Linked DNA regions of Mus musculus: all the other regions are linked to region 2. A link is a contact called in public HiChIP or PLAC-seq and promoter capture Hi-C data. All regions are on one chromosome and are shown on one strand. Each heading gives the region's core, a stretch centred on a gene start, on an enhancer-like site or on the middle of the called end of the contact. The rest is flanking DNA. Distances are from core to core; before and after follow the strand shown.

Region 1 (3,519 bases), core at 732-3,231, 970 kb before region 2:
AGCAGAGCCAATCACATTATCAGGAGCAGTCCTTTCTCTTGGCAAAGCGTGTGGGTGGCTGTAACACAGCTTAGAAACCAGCATGGAGCAAATGAACTTGACATTTCCACAGGCCAGACATTTATTCCTGGGACTGGGTGAACATAGTGAGCTCCTCCCTCCTCACGGCAGGATGGGGAAACTGGATACTACAGAGCCAGAGGCTCACGCAGGTAATTTGATAGATGCTAATGATACACGTAATTATAAAAAAAAGAGTACCAAAACAGAAAACACAGGCCTTGGGACCAAACTGAGTCTATAAACCAAAAATCCTAGCCAGGCTTAGAGACATGCCTAGAATTTAAGTACTCCAGAGGCTAAGGTAGAAGTTCGAGGCCAGTCTGAGCAGAGCTCAATGAGTTCAAGGCCACCTTGGGGCACTGGGCAATTCTCTATCTCAAAAATAAATAAATAAATAAATAAATAAATAAAATAAAATCCAGTGGGAGTGTTTTTATCTAGAACACGGCAGGCCCCAGGGTTTCATCCATATAATTTATTCATAGTTATCTTTTAGTTATCATTATATCAAGCAATGTTGAACTTTAAAAGTTTGATGACTCTTTATAGTCTGAAGTATAATACAAAATATCAATATAAGTGTTGTTAAAAGTTTTAAAAATTATTTTACCAATGCTGTTGCACACTGACTCCATATTAAGCAAGAAAAGTAGAATTGGCATCTTAGAGTGCAGTTCTCTACCCCATGTGTCAACACTGCTCCTCAGGCAACCCCATTTCTTTCTTGTTTGATGTGCCACCAAGCGAAACCCAAATTCCACGAAGTATGTAAAAAGCAATTGTGTTAAAATTTTGTCTCCATATCTGAAACTCACAACTCTAATTTTCTTAGCTGACCCTAAAAACCACCGTGGTATTTTGTCATCTTTTTACTTTTCTTTAGAAAGTCATGTGAATTTGAAAGTGCTACTATTAGGCCATTCTCAATATGCAAAGAAAATGCCATTAAAAAAAAAAAAACACAGTAACTTTCTTCACATAGGATGATACTCAGTCCAAAATTAGCTAGTAAAATAAAGCAAAGGGTCGCGTTTAGCACCGACAAGAAAAGCATTCTCTTCCTAGGTTTTTGGGTGCTGTACGTTTGGCGGTTTGAGTTCTGTCCCCCCGGTGCTGTTTAGGACCAGGCTCACAGTACAGCGGTTGCAGGCTGCGCCAAGAGCCTCCAGGAAGCGCATTACAGACAAGAAAAGGGAAACAGATGGTGTGAGCTGGGCGATCGCGGACCCGCAAACTCCCGCAGATCGATCACCGAGGTCCGGCCGAGGTGGGCCGCTGGGCCCGAGCTGGCAGAGCCGGTACCGGTGTGGACCGGGCCCCAGGGTCCCCGCCGCTCCTCTCTCACCCGTACCAAAGCAAAAGCAAGCCCTGCCCACCAGCACCGCCGTTCTTTTGTCTTGCGCGGCGCTGGCCACGTAGCCCCGGAGGTTAACGGCCAGGAGGCCTCGGGAGCCGCCCGGTCCCCGGCTGGAGAGCAGAGGCCCCGGGGGTGCCCAGGCCTCGCCGCAGCCTCCCTCCCCGCGCCTCGCAGCCCCCCGCACCCCAATCGGACTCACCGCCTCCACGGCATGCTGCAGGATGGACGTAAGCTTGGAGAACATCCTGTCCCGGGACTGCAGCAGCTTCTCCCGGGACGACCTGGAGAGCTCCTCGATGCGCCGCCGCCGCCCCTGCTGCGGCTGCCCGGGCCGCTCCAGAGTGAAGGCCGGTGCGGGCGGGCCCGGGCGGGGAGCGGAGGGCGGAGGCCGGGCGGGAGGCGCGGCGGCTCTGATCGGAGGACGCGGGGCCGCGGCGGGCGGCTCCGAGGTCGTTCGGCTGCAATCGGGGCACCGCGGAGCTCAGCGGCGGCGACGCGGACACGGTGGCAGGAGCTCGGGCTCTTCCGGCTGCCGTGCCCGCCGCGGCCTGCAGGGGACGCTGATGCGGCCCGGGGAAGCCCAGGTCTCCGCTGCCGGCGTCGCTGGACGCGGGGCGGGGCGCGCAGAGGCCAGGGCGGGGAGGGCGGGGCCAGCAGGGAGGGCGGGGCCGACTTGAGGGCGGGGCCGATGGGGAGAGCAGGGCGGGCGGGGTCGGCGGGGCGCTGAAAGGCTGAGGCCAGGAGGGAGGGCGGGCCTGGCGTGGCGCACCCGGCGGTGCTGGCACTCGTCTCTCGGTGACCAGAGAGCAGTGTGAGGATTTGGCAGCGACGTGTTGACGCTGCGCTTGCGTACCATACGTAGGGCAAGACTGGAAGGCCGCTGGGAAAATACCAGCATCCCGAACGCAAAAAACGGACAGCGGGTCCACGTGCTAGGGATTCGACCGCATCCAATGCAGGTGGGAAGATCCCGCTAGACTAAAATAGCTTATCCTTATCAAAACCCGGAAATGCCAAATGGACACGTGGGATGAGGGTTCGGTTAAATAACGCAGGATGGTGGCCTACAAGGTTTCAGTGTGTTTCTGGAAAAGGAAATAATATTCAGGATGCCTAACACCGATGAGTGAAGCCTCAAGTTAATGAGCCCTGGGCTGGAGGCTTCCTAAAACACTATGCAAATGTGTATTAAACAAGGCGTAGAGGAAACACTGACCATTTTAAGATGGTTGATGCAACTTCTGAAAATCTGAAGAACTTTGTTTCAAGCTGGTATTAGCATTTCACGAAAAGGATCGGGGAGTTCTGCATTAGGGTGAAGTAGATTTCTCATTAACATGGATGAAAAATACCTATTGATAGTATAATTCGTTGAGCAGAGGGCAGAAGAGGGCGCCGCAACTCTGAGCAGGGTTGAGAAGCCTGTTTGGATCCAGCTCTGCCATTCTGGGCCGTGAGGTTACCAATGTAGCAGTGAAGAAAGCCGGGGATCACAGGCTCTCCTCCTTGTTATAACATTAGTAACAACACAAGAGGAGAGGAAACCAAGAGAGAAGGTAAGGGGAGACTCGAGTCTTTCTCATGCTTTGGTTGTTTGCTTCTGCTATGCTCAAAAGCAGGTAAGCATAGCCTTGCTTTCTGTAAACTAAAACGCTGGCAACATCCTCTGTTATTTGTTGGACATTGAGCTGTGTTCCTTGCCACGTTCAAGGTCCTTGTTCCTGCTCCATCCTAGAGCACACAATGTTTGTTGTTATTATTCATACTACTTATGAGGTTTGGTCAGTTTATCAACCATAATAATTTTCCTGGCTAATTACATGGCAGTTTGTATTTTCACAATGTCCTGCAGCCACAACTTGTGTAGGGAGTGATGTTTAGGCGGGCTACAAGTTGTGTGTGATGGATATTTAACTTTGCATACTTATTATAAGCACAATAAAATATATGTTTGGCTATGGGTTAATATCAATACTCAATGATTTATCTGCCTGGTCCCTAATTTCTAAGACGCACAAGTTAGCTAGAACTGTAACTGAGCCAGTAGGTAGATTTCCTACTCCCGTTCCGAATGCTGGGAGAGGCACTAATGTAAAGCC
Region 2 (3,606 bases), core at 995-3,494:
CCTCATTCTCTGTGCTGTCCCCAACTTTCAGTATCTCAGGAAACAGAAGCTCTGGTACAAATCAAACTAAATACCTTTCCCTTCAGCAATCCTTGTTTTGGTAAGTGGACGGAGAACCTGGAGCAGCCATAGGGCACAGTTGGCTTTTGCCAAAGGTACAAATGCTTTTAGGTTTTTCTGATAAGTGAAAGTGATTCCTTCTCATGGTTTCGGGGCTCCCAGCTAACTTCCAAGTCAGGCTTGAGAACTCTGGTGCACAGTGGAGCACCCCAAGTTTGTCCCCATTGCTCGGGCTGGGGACAATCCTGCTACCAGGAGGGTGGTTGCTCTGTGGGGAGGAGCTGAACCTGGAGTTCCTGCTTTGAGTCCCTCTGAGCAAGGAGAGGGCAGCCTCTGGCCCCACCCCAACCTCTGCTTAGTGAGACACTGCCCTAGCCCCACCCCAGTCTCTGCTTCTTGCTATGCAGCTTCCTCCGCTCTGGCTGACTTCCCCACACCCAGCCTTATCTCCAAGAAGCAAGGCCCAAGGTCACAAACTGATATTCTTATAGAAAAGTGCTAACCACCCTGTTTAATAGTTTTCACTCCCAGTGCTCCATTTACATTTTTTTAAAAAGGAAATTTCATGTGTAAATCCAGATCTCTGGCTTCCGTGGAAAAATGAGAATATTTGGCAATACTGAGACGCTGTTCCCTCTTGAGATCAATTGGCTGTGGCATGTTGCATGCTATGGGTGGGACATGTACACATCTGTCTGAGGTCTTAGCATTGCCTAGGACTTCAGATCTAGCCTCTGTGGGCATCTTGGTGTAAGCATGACGTTTCTTACATTAGCTTACTAGCTCTAATGAGCACCAAGGACAGGCCTTATTCTAGACCCTGGAACGTGGAAGTTGCAGTCTGGACCACAGTGTTATACTTTGGTGGAGGTGACATGATTCTGAACAGTAGATTTATTCACATTTAATATTTCCAGGTGGTAATCACCATTGTAAGACTAATGAGGAGGAGGTAGACACACAAAGCAGTCGGGTCCTGGGGTGGACAAGTGATTTTGTAGCGGGTGTCTCAGAAGGTCACAGGTTGCCTGTAAGCAGAGACTAAATACCATGGGCACGTTCCCAAAGCAGAGAGGAGATTTTTGTCATTAAACTATCTCTGTTAGGACCTCTGAGGCAAGGGAATGAATCTTTTTGGAATCTTCTAGACAAAATATAGACGGCCAAACACCAAGCATTCTTATTTATTCTTACATATTTTTCGATTCCTGTAAAAGTTAAGCACAAATGAGTATCATAAGTTTCTAGTTTTGTAACTACAAAATCGACACCATTCAGATTTGGTTTTTATCCTTCTGGGAGTGTGAATCAATTCTCATTTATTCCCAGTGTTAGATCTCAAACCTGGGCCAACAGCTGAGGTTCCTATTTAACATATCCAAGTGGACCTGGACGCCAGGTTCTCCCAGCTTTCCTTGGTCCCTACCTGTTACAGGGTAAGGCTGGTATACCAGGTCCCCTACCCTGAACCCTCCAAGCTGGACTGCCCTTCCCCAGAGGCTCTCCCCTACACAATCTCCGCAGTTTGGTTACCTGCCCCTTTGGCCTCTTAGCTGCCACACCAAGTTCCCTCTCTACCTTCCCCTGCCTGCACACACGGCCCAGCTCAGACTGGCCGTGTCTACTCTGGACTCTGGAAGATGGCCCTGCCTCAGGCTGTGGTCTCGCTTTTATCTGCAGTGAACTTTCTTCTCCACCACACCTAGGAGCAGTCATGTTTTTCTTTCTTTCTTTCTTTCTTTCTTTCTTTCTTTCTTTCTTTCTTTCTTTCTTTCTTCCTTCCTTCCTTCCTTCCTTCCTTCCTTCCTTCCTTTTTCTTTCTTTTCTTCATTCACCCATAGTCTGGGGATCCGCCTGTCTGCCTTTGTCAGAGGCATAACAGTCAGCTTTTCTAATTTGATGTCTACACGGGGGTATGGCTACTCTTCTGGCTCCTTTTCTGGAGTATGACCACAGGCAGTGTTCACCAAGCCCAAGCATCTGACCGCCCCCCACCCCCCACCCCCCAAGAGTTGGTTCTCCACATAAACATGAAGCCATCGTGAGTTAACTTTTCTATTTTGAGAAGCACGTCAGCTTGAAATACCTCTACCTTGTCTCAGACGCATGCGTGCTGACGGAGTTGCCAAAATTGTCACTTGAGTAAGTGGCAGCTTTAAAAACCAACCAGCTGCGGACTCCAAAGCAGAAAGTCAGCTCAGTGTAGGAAAGTGGAAGTTGGATTCCGAAGGCTCCAGGCGTCCCGAGGAGTTTCATAGTGGTGGGCTTTTGAAGGTGGTACCGACCCAAGTGGAGGTTCTAGTGGATTTTGTCTGTTGCTTCTCCCTGTCTCCCACACTCCAAGATGAATGTGCAGGCCTGCTCTAGGTGTGGCTATGGGGTTTACCCTGCTGAGAAGATCAGCTGCATAGATCAGGTCAGTGGACTCTTTCTATGGTCTTTGGGAAAATTGACAAGCTTGGGATTTTTATCTTCTCATGTATAGAGGTATATTGAATGATAAGGAAAAGATATGTTTTTTTCTACCTTACCTAAGTTCTGTTCATTTCTATGTCTTCTGCGCTGTTTCAAGGGAAAAAAAAATAGTTTCATTTTAACATATTATACCCATGTGTAAGTTCAGGAACTCATTTTATCTTCATTTTACACACAATTCCCAACTTTTTAACCTGAAAGTCTGTGAGCTCCAGGCCTGGAGGAGGACAGCTAATTGGCAGATCTTTTCTGTGACTTTCAGACATGGCACAAAGCATGTTTTCACTGTGAAGTCTGTAAGATGATGCTTTCTGTTAATAACTTCGTGAGTCACCAGAAAAAGCCGTACTGTCACGCGTAAGTGTCTGGCGCCCTGCTCGCCACTGCATGACTTTTGGTTTTCAACAAGTAGCCATCTGAAGGACCAGTACCCAAGCTCCAGGCTGGACTCCGAGTAGCACCTCTCCCGAGGTGCACACTCATATCTAGTCACAGAAGAGCCCAAAGCGGGGTTTTCAACCGTGGTCAATCAATGTCAAATTTCTAGTTAGTAAGAGACCGAGTCCACCTCTGTCACCTCTGTGTGTCAGACGATGAACTTCGCAGGATAGTGGAACTGCCAAAGATATGCATAGACAGAGCTATTTCTCCTACATAATGTCCAGATTCATCTATTCTGTAGGAAACTTCTCGAGTGACTGTCCTTGGTGAAATGTACCTCACTGTTTTATGTGCTCAGTTGACATGATTTGAGTTTTTGAGGCTGACTCATTGGGAAATCAAGGAGCTGAATGCTTGAGTACTGTGTTCACCCATCTTAAAAAGAGACCAGTGTTTTAAGAAGAATCCCTTATCCCTTGTCCCTTTGGATAAAGCACGTTCCTAATTTTGATCTGCGTTAATTTTACAGCCACAACCCTAAGAACAACACGTTCACTAGCGTCTACCACACACCCTTAAATCTAACCTTGAAGAAGTCTGTGGCAGCCATGGGAGGGGTAAGTTGCTTAGCTTTGCATTTTGAAATAGCCTTTAAAGAAAAATCCATGGACTCTGACACCTGTTGGGTTT
Region 3 (3,629 bases), core at 853-3,352, 710 kb before region 2:
CTTAAGCAAATTGTATATTACTGATCTCACGTAATAAGGAAGTAGACATTATGTCCGTGCCAGCAAAAACGTGTCAAAGGTATTTAGAACAGAGGTTAGGATGTGACTGTGCTTGTGAGGCCCAGCCCCACCATCTGTTTTTGTATGGCCTGTGAGTTAAGAATTGTCTCTGTTTCTGAGTGGTTTTTAAAATCACACTTCACGATACATGAAAGTCCTGTGAAATTAAGATTTGCGTGTCTATAAATAAAGACTCATTGGAATGCACAGAATAATCAGGCTTGTAGCATTGGTACTTTATTACATAGAATAGGTTGTTTTTACAAAAAAAAATGTACAGCATCCATAGACTCTTGAAATACAGATGCGAATAAGACAATGTTCTTGCTGCCAAGAAGTTAAAGTTCAATGGAGAAAATGTTCATTAGCCAGCAATTGCAACTTATTATGTTATTTAAATGGTGTGTGTTTTGATTAGATGCATTTAAAAGATGTGTTGAGGTCAAGAAGTAGATGCATATCTATCAAAGGGAATGCTTGAAGTGCATATTATGATCCTAGCAGTATGAGGCCAGCCTGGTCTACATAGGGAGTTTCAGGACAGCCTGGGCTACACAGTCAGACCCTATTTTTAAAATAAAGAAAGGAAGTTTTGAAATGGACATGAACCTTAGCATCACTCAGAATCTTTGTGTGTGTGTGTGTGTGTGGTGTGTGTGTGTGTGTGCGCACGGGTATGCATGTGGGTATGTGCATGAGGAGGCCAAAGGTCAACCTCCTTATGTCCAGGATTACAAACACATGCTGATATGACCCAGTTTGTTCTCTGAGTCACAGAGAAGCTTGGGAGTAGCTGCTCTCAATGAATGGGGAAGACACTGGCTCATGGACATATTTGAGGTGAGGCAAGGCAAAGCCCACGTGTCCAGGTATACAGGGTATGTTCATAGCGAGTAGACTGTGAAGCCTAGGCCAAATTGTGGATGTTGTTGAATGCTGGGGCCAGGAAGCATAACTTCCTTCGGTAGACAAAAGGAATACGTCATACTCTTTATCCACGCAGTATTGGCGCCCATGTGGTATTTAATAAAAATTGACCTATTGTTTCAAAGGCAAGAGTGTTGCTTGTGGTCTCAGGTCGGGTCTTGAGGTAGGCATGTCTGGTGACCTGAGGACTAGAACTGGTGGAGGCTGGGAACTGATCACTTCAACAAAGGGCCCAGGCCCCCGCTGGGGGACATGAGGATCAGAGAGAGTAGTGTCTGGTACCTTGGTGACTACAGCGCTCTACCATGCTTGTGCACTGAGCCCTTTATCACACTGCCCCTCTACACTGTGCCTATACCACACTTCATAAATGTAATTACATGGTCTTGGTTTTACCCCGTAGCGTCCCTAGGTTGTAAGATCTGTAGCTATTTCTTCCTCTTGCTCTCCTTAAGCCCCTATGAGTATTCTCTGTAAGAACTGATTTCATTATAAACTCCACCATCATGGAAGACACCAATTTTAGAGCCTCACCTTGACCATCTAGAAAACGGGGACAGTGGTGGGTCCTTGCTATTCTTATCAAGTAAAACTGCCACAAGCCTTCAATGAGGAGGCATATATTAATTTCTTTTCAGTTGTGATTAAAATATCCCAACAAGGGGCTGTAGAGATGGCTCACCGGTTAAGAACACTGACTGTTCTTCCAGAGGTCCTGATTTCAATACCCAGCAACCACATGGTGGCTCACAACCATCTGTCATGAGATCTGATGCTCTCTTCTGGTGAGAGTGACAGTGTACTCACATACAAAGAATAAATAACTAAATAAATATTTTTTTAAAATAGCCCAACAAAAAGCAGCATCCGTGAGAAGGGCTCATTCTGGCTTATGGCTTCAGGGGGAGAAGGACATAGTGGACAAGGCACAAGGCAAAGAAGGCACAGTGGTAGGGGTAGGAAGCTGACTGGTCGGTCGTATTTCATCTACGCTCAGGAAACAGAGAGAAAGAGAACAGGAAGTGACTCAAAGCCCAATCCAGGCTCCGCCTCCTTAAAGGCTCTGAAACCTTCCCAAACAGCAGTAGCAGCAGCAGTTGGTGGGGACCAACTTTTAAACACACGGGCCTGTGGGGCCATTTCTATTCAAACCACAGCAAGGAGAGATGTGAAAATACTACTTAGGCTGAAGGATAAAGGTCTAAATACCAGCGGTTGCTACTGCCGTAGGTGTGTGTGGTCTGTGGGATTTTCAATTACGTGATGCAGCCGCTGGCTCAGGGATAGTGTAAACCCACTCTGCCCATAGTGTATCTTCATTTAATTTACATTGACTGTAAGCATAGACATCAAATCATACCATTTATTCGCTTTATTGTTTCTCACAGACATAGAACTTTTCTTGGGGCCTCAAGTTCAACTGTCAAATGCTACAAACAAGCCTAAGAAAAGGCTCACACATCGTTGACCTAGGCCTCTTAGATACTGTGCTCTCTTTACTATCATGGCCATCCCCTGCAACAGGTTGTATTAGTGACATGTTCTTCTCACATGTGGGAACAAACATTTTAGCATAGTGGGGTGCAGTGGAGTTGGTGTGCATGGTGAGGCACCATGTGGTTGCTGGGAATCGAACCCAGGTGCTTGGGAAGAGCAGCCAGTGCTCTTAACCACTGAGCCACCAACTGTCATCTGTTAGGGGCTTCTGCATCCAGGCTGCTGAGCATCAGGGAAGGAGCATCGTCCCAAGGCCTCACCTGCACTTCCTGTAGGGTAACTCCTTCTCTGGGCTTTCACCGTCTTTGTGTCATGGGACAATACCGGGCATTGACTGTGTGCCTGTCACTTTACGGTAAGATGTATTTACTTCAGAAGTCAGATGGTCTCGTGCCTGTGGGCACAGTGCAGGCCTCTCTCACCCCAGGGTGAAAGTTTATAGTGCTACATCACTACACACAATGGAAGCCAGAGCTCCCAACGCACTGGGCCATGATGTGGCTTGAGCTGTCTCTGGGTGTCAGGATCCGGTAGGCCACTGTTTCACCTCTGGAATGTCCCCTTGTCTCCTGGGTCTGTTGTAGCAGGTGGAGGGTCGGGATAGCCACTTGTGTAGCTGCTCCTGGCCTCATCCCCAAGTCCTGCTCTTCCAGAGGAATCCAGAGGACTTGAAGCTGGACCGACCCCACCCAGCATTGTAGAAGTCTGGAATGTGAATTGAGTCTGTTTCCTCCATTGTCCATTGTCATCCAAAGGTGAACCTTGCTTAGCTTTACTGCTCCTTGGGGCATCACCAAGAAGCTCCAAGGATCCTGACTCCGATCATCCACGCCCCTTCCTTCTTCAACTTGCTTAACCCCCCCCCCCCCACCCCCAGTTATTTCTTCCTCCTAACAATTGGAACTGAGAGCCAGTGGCTGCTAGGAGCTCCCTCCCGCTCCCAGAGAACTGTGGGATCTGCAGAGTGCGTGCAGCAAGTTGTTTGTGAACAGGGATGAAAGTCTGGTCGCAGTGGGAGAGGATATCAGGGGAGGATGTTTTTAAAAGCAAGCTGTGTTTTTCTGACTCTCCAGTCTTGGTTCCCGCCCTGAAGGCTCCTCCAACCCTGGGGACGAAGACAAAATATTTTTAGTCTGATAGTATTC

The links. Promoter capture Hi-C pulls out the DNA fragments that hold promoters and counts their contacts. HiChIP or PLAC-seq counts read pairs in DNA pulled down with a chosen protein or histone mark.
Region 1: a contact with region 2 is called in a promoter capture Hi-C map of second pharyngeal arch cranial neural crest. The contact joins the promoter of Fam160b1 here to the promoter of Nrap in region 2. A contact is called at or near these places in 5 of 39 promoter capture datasets (cranial neural crest, hematopoietic stem and progenitor cells, liver and 2 more), 1 of 484 Hi-C or Micro-C datasets (the G1E-ER4 cell line), 3 of 115 datasets of contacts at active chromatin or transcription factors (bone marrow-derived macrophages, large pre-B cells and regulatory T cell precursor) and 2 of 9 other capture datasets (adipose tissue and liver).
Region 3: an H3K27ac HiChIP or PLAC-seq map of acute myeloid leukemia shows a contact between it and region 2, with 6 times the contacts expected there. The contact joins the enhancer-like site here to the promoter of Nrap in region 2. A contact is called at or near these places in 4 of 39 promoter capture datasets (liver, pre-B cells and stem cell-derived epiblast-like cells) and 3 of 115 datasets of contacts at active chromatin or transcription factors (acute myeloid leukemia, embryonic stem cells and pancreatic cancer cells).

Annotation. Positions count from the first base shown.
Region 1 is chr19:57,359,471-57,362,989 of GRCm38.p6, reverse strand. It overlaps Fam160b1 (family with sequence similarity 160, member B1), which reads right to left and starts at 1,981. Exons shown (of 17, transcript NM_145505.4): 1 at 1,620-1,981. The coding sequence starts at 1,664. B230217O12Rik (RIKEN cDNA B230217O12 gene) reads left to right here and starts at 2,091. Exons shown (of 3, transcript NR_040316.1): 1 at 2,091-2,976.
Region 2 is chr19:56,388,676-56,392,281 of GRCm38.p6, reverse strand. Nrap (nebulin-related anchoring protein) reads left to right here and starts at 2,244. Exons shown (of 42, transcript NM_008733.4): 1 at 2,244-2,476; 2 at 2,798-2,892; 3 at 3,446-3,533. The coding sequence starts at 2,405.
Region 3 is chr19:57,098,639-57,102,267 of GRCm38.p6, reverse strand. All of the region lies in intron 6 of Ablim1 (actin-binding LIM protein 1), which reads left to right. Among named protein-coding and RNA genes, the nearest start is that of Afap1l2, 92 kb to the right of the region's middle. Within about 2 kb of position 2,102, at least 42 of the 459 cell types and tissues checked have an H3K27ac peak or open chromatin away from gene starts, as enhancers often do. A contact at or near this core is called in acute myeloid leukemia, where this site is marked.